Regions from separate parts of the Gossypium hirsutum genome. Here region 1 is linked to region 2. The links are chromatin contacts, called in public Hi-C maps. All regions are on one chromosome and are shown on one strand. The core of a region is the stretch at or near the end of the contact, and the rest is flanking DNA. Distances in the headings are between cores, read along the strand shown.

What was found. A called contact is a pair of places that touch in the nucleus more often than the background predicts.
Region 1: a contact with region 2 is called in a Hi-C map of leaf, with 2.9 times the contacts expected there. The contact joins the enhancer-like site here to the promoter of LOC107954697 in region 2. A contact is called at or near these places in 2 of 34 Hi-C or Micro-C datasets (both in leaf).

The regions. Positions count from the first base shown.
Region 1 is chrA11:41,668,131-41,670,913 of Gossypium_hirsutum_v2.1, reverse strand. No RefSeq gene overlaps it. Among protein-coding and RNA genes, the nearest start is that of LOC107898405, 150 kb to the left of the region's middle. Within about 2 kb of position 1,288, at least 2 of the 9 cell types and tissues checked have an H3K27ac peak or open chromatin away from gene starts, as enhancers often do. A contact at or near this core is called in leaf, where this site is marked.
Region 2 is chrA11:41,512,509-41,515,208 of Gossypium_hirsutum_v2.1, reverse strand. It overlaps LOC107954697 (bifunctional aspartate aminotransferase and glutamate/aspartate-prephenate aminotransferase), which reads left to right and starts at 1,418. Exons shown (of 10, transcript XM_016890332.2): 1 at 1,418-1,982; 2 at 2,674-2,700. The coding sequence starts at 1,849.

The DNA of each region.
Region 1 (2,783 bases), core at 39-2,538, 160 kb before region 2:
TATGCGTTTATTTTTTTAATTAGTTTTTAATCAATTTATTTTTAATTATTATTAGCTTTAAATTTTTTATTTGAATTGTTGAACATAATTAAAATATAAAAATTCAAATATAATAATCAATTTTAAAATTATAATTAAAGTATTTGTACCATATTTAATGTGTACAATATAGTTTTATATCATGTAATTAATGCAAAGTAACATCATTCAAAATAAGACTAATAAATATAATTAAAATAATTAATTTATTTTTATAATTCAAATATAGTGCTAATAGAAAATTTTCTAATCATAATTAAAGTATTTTTACAAATTAAAAAAAAATGATATATCATAAACTAAACACTTTAATACTCAATATTCAAATTTTCTTTTCTTAATAATCAAGAAACTGACTTCGTAGATAATATATAATTAATATAAGTATAATATATTATGTTAGATTATATAAACATATTATTTATAAAATTTCACATTTGAGATATAAAGTTACTTACTGTATAAATAATTAAAATTTTTACTTAAAACTTAAATAATATATTTACTTTTTTTGTTAATGAAAACGTAACAATTTAAATACAAAGTAGTTCAATATAAAATTTAAATTTTTTATTTTTTATTATATAAATTCGTATTTTAATAGAACTAGAATTCTTACATATAAGTATGAAAAATATTTTATTAAGTAAATTTATTTTAAAAAAATATTTTAGTAAAATAAAAAATCTTATTTATAAATGTGATAAATCTTATAAATAATAAAATAAATTTAAAGTGACAATTCCAATAATATAATGAACAACAATTATTATATTAACCAATTGAAAAGTTTTTTTAAAGTCGTGCTGTTAATAGATTATAGATTATATATTATAGATATACAAAATTAATTTAAAAATATTTTTATTAATTAATTTGAATTTATACGAGATGAAGCTGAATTCAAAACTTTTCTTAATTTCGAATCTCAATCTAAATAAATAGACAAATCTAAAACAGACCCTCCATGCAATAATTAATGAAGAAGAAGACGGATGAATGATAAATATTTTGTGGTTTAATGAATAGTAGATCTAATTATCGGGAAAATACTAAATCATAAAATTAAACGTGCATCATATGTCAATGTTAAAAGGCTCAGAATCATCCATCCACGACCAATAATAATCATGCTGTTTGTTTACGATTGGTCTGCTCTCTTACTGAGGACCACTAGATTGCTGTGTGGTGATGTGAACACCATGGACATGAGTGGCCATTCTCAGCCCACCAAGTACAACAATGTTTAATTTCTGCAGGTTAACCTTAATATCCCTTTCCGGGGGCAACAACCTAAGCCGGTTTCTTGGACAATACGTAATGAGAGGTATTTTGTATTTAGTTCAGTTTTGCTTCCTTTTTGATTCATTTGTAAGGGTAGAAATTGAAGCCAATGTGGTCCAATTGGTTTGATAAAAGTGAATATAGATATCGCCTTCAAATCTATACGCTCCCGATTGTTTGATAGTCTTTAATCGAGAATCTATAATGAAAGCATAGCTTATGAGACAATTCGGCACTGAAATTTTATTGATGTGGGAGGTTAATTCAGTCATCTTATAAGGAAAGAAGAGGAAATCAAACAAGCAAGAAAAAAAAGTTAATTGAGTTTTAACTCGATTGGTATGAGTATTGTTGTCAATACAGAAGGACGTGGGTTCGAGTATGTTGAAGCGCATTATCTTTATATTTATGGGTTGAGGAGGGGTTATGAGTAGTTCTGGACATTGTATCAAAAAGAGTAGATATGATTAGAACCTATAATAATATTTTTTTAAAAAAATCAAGAAAGATTATTTAAATTTTATTTATAAATTACATTAAGTAATTGAAGGGTTTTTTTATTATTCAATTTTTATATATTTTTCAAGTTAAAAAAAATGAAGATATCAATATTTCATGTGGTTGAATCACTAAAAGTAAAGCTCATTAATTAAATATTAAGTAAAATGCATTTATGTAAGAGTTCATTTCTTTACGTTTTGAAAAAACCCATAACCAAAAACTCGTTGGATTAAATCTGAGAGAATTAACCGAGAGTTCATGTTGATATGGGATTTTAGTGGGCGGCATCCGTTAGGAAGTTTCTTTTTCACCACTTGCTACACTTTAGGCCTAAGTTTTTAAAGTTATATATTATGTAGAAATTTAAGAGATTAAATATTTATATATTCGTTTACTTTGAGTTTCTTTTATATAAAAAAGTTAATTTGAATAGTTAATTATTTTTTAGGAATTATATTTCGTTTAAAATTTATCAGTTAAGTGTCAATATAAAGAAGCCCTGACCTTTCAAATTAGAGACTCGAATATAGTTAGAAATTTTCTTGTTACTTTGGGTGAAGCAAATTTTTATTTGAGAGTTGAATGATTCTTTTCATGGAGTTTATTATTTCAAGTTCAATCTTAACATTTTTAATCATAAATTAATAAAGAGTTCAACGAGACAAATTATCCATCTCTCTTTTTAATCTATTTCTTTTTATTTTATTCCTTTTGAATTCCTTTTTGTTGTTTACTTTTCTAATAAAAAAATAAGGTAAACTACATCATTAGTTATTAAATTATGGTAATTTTTCGTTTTGATCAATTAATTAAAAAATTTACAATTTCATTACTGAATTATTTGAAAATTTTCATTTAAGCCATTGAACTATTCAAAATTTTTTATTTAAGTCACTAAGATATTAAGTGTTTTTTTTAAAAAAATGCTTTGCTAGCAAGCTCTAAGCGAAAATCAACAA
Region 2 (2,700 bases), core at 169-2,668:
AGAAATAAATATAGACAGTGGCGGAGCTTGAAATTTGTTTTGGGTCGGAATTAAATTGTATATTTTTATGATAATAGAAATGTAATTTTATTATTTTAATAATTTATAATTTTATAATTTTTAAAAGATTAAATTAAATTTTTATTATTTTAGTTAATAAAATAAAATTTTACTATTACTAATTTAAAATTTTATAAATTATAAAGTATCTAAATAAAACATTATCATTTTAGAAGGTCATGACCTCCTAGATCTCCATTACGTTCCGCTACTGAATATAAATTAAACGCAACAAGAAATAAAAAGATAAATACTGGAATAAAATACAAATTAAGGAAAAAATGAGATATAACTAGTGTGATGGAAATACAGATATGTAAAGGATAAAATGAAAGAGTTTTCATTAACTTTATACAATAAAAGTGTGGTGGACAACAAAGCTGAAGAATATCAATTATAAAATGGATCGTGAGATGTGTAGAATTTTAATAGAGTAAGGGAAGAAGCAATCAATTGATTGCGTGTATGAAATTGGGGTGAAATTTTTCAATAAAGTTAATTAATGTGTGGGAGAAAAAGTAATATATATCTTATAAGGGTTTCCTGAAAAAGATACCACTTAGAAAAGTTGATTGTACTAAAATTATAATTTCTGATGACTACCAGTATTAATGGAAATTTTAAGAAAATATATTGGAAACGTTTTTTTTTAAGCTATGATTAATAGTAATTAAAAATTGGTTTTGTGTCACTTGCCAAGCAAATAATTACTTTAAAATTTAAATTTTCTAAAAATGCAACATAATCTTACTATAGTCTATATATGTATATATATTAGATGTTATTACAAGTTAATTGGACATTATTTTATGATTGATAATAATATAATAATAAACAAATATAATGTATTTAGTATTTGAATAAATTATACAAATAGTTATCTAATTATAACTTTTTTAATCACTTAAGTAAAAAAAATTGTAATTTAAGCATCTACGTTGCATGATAGGAAGAAGAGGTGGAATGATTTTTATTATATTTAATATTAATATAAAATTTAAATTTAGTATTATATATTTTTAAAAATATTTATGTATTTTTATATGTTTCTTTGAAGTTTTTAGAATTAGAATCAAAATGAGAATATTTATAAATTTTAAAGGTTATTTTTTTTAAGTTATGACTAAATTACCAATATATAAAAAAATTAAAAGTTATATTTGTTATTATACTAATTTTTTAACTGCCATATTAACTTTTCGTTAAAATAAGTGACTAAAATATTTAAAAAATATAACATTAATATTTAAATTGTAAATTTTTTATTTTAGGTGCCCTAAAATGAATTTTTTTTTATAATTGACTGTATATATAGTTTGCGTGGTTCAGATTTCGTTTTATACCCAAACAAGTTTCTCAATTTATTATTAATTAATTTCAGTTTAAATCGTTTGAAAGGGGGTAGGTAAGGTACAAGGTGATAAGCGAGGAGAGATGGAGTTGTTGGCCAACCAGCATACCCGGAATTGGGTCAATTCCCGACTTCACTTCCACTGTTTGCTCCCACTAGCATCCTTCCACCTACCCATCTCTCTCCTTTCTCCTTTCATCGCCATCGATTGATGTAAATTTCAAGCCTTCAAATTCCACCTTATTACTTTAAACCAACCATACCTCACTTTCCAACATTAAGGGAGATAAAATAATAAACTATTAAGCCCACTTGTTCTCCCACCAACCCCCATCCCCTTATTTTTCCTGGACTAATTTTGAGTTTGTTTTTATTTATTTCACTGAGGAACCTCCTCCTCTTGCCCAAAATTTGTTTTCTCTTCAATCTTCGGACAAATGGCAGTTTCTCTTCATAACTCAACAGGAATTTCCGGTGTTGGCTTCGACTCAAAATTTTTGGGATCACATTCTGCTTCCAAGGCCTCCGTTTCCGTGTCTTTCCATTCCTCTATTACTAATCTTTCCTTAAAGTAAGTTCCTTTTTCCGGCATCTTAATGTTTCTAGCTTTTTTTTTTAAATTCTAGGGGGAGCAATATTGGGTTGTGATTGCATTTAACATATAATCTGTCTATTCAGTTCATTGAAGAAAATCCAGAAATTTGATTCTGGATCATCAGTTGAATCACTGATGCATTTGCAGATTTTACTTGACACTGCCTCAATGTTAGCTTCTTTGCTTCTTTTGCAGATTTTAGTTTATCCTTAGCAATCTGCAGAGACACTAATTTGTTGGTCAAATCAATTTTCGTTTATTCTGTTTTGATATCATCCGCTGTATAAGAGAACATGGAATATTGAAATAAAGAAACATATGTTATTAAATATTTTCTACGAGATTGCTATGGAAGTGGTTTCATGAGTATTGTCTTTTTTTTTTTTAATGGAAGTGTAAAGAGAAACATCTTTATTCTTAGTTTATTCCATTCCTTAAGCTGATTCATTGAAGTTGCAGAACCATTTTAATTTAAGAAACTTCCCTTTGTGGCACTATCTATAAACTTGAAGATTAAACAAGGAAAGCATTTTGTGCTGGCATTTTTTTGTTTGTGTGAGAATTAAAGAAAAGTTGTCTCAAAAGTCTTAATTATTTCCCAAAGGGAGAAGGGAGCACTGGATATATTAGAGAATTTCATTGTCTGGTTGTATATACTTCTTGGCAGATCTGTTGAGACTTCTAAACAACAGTC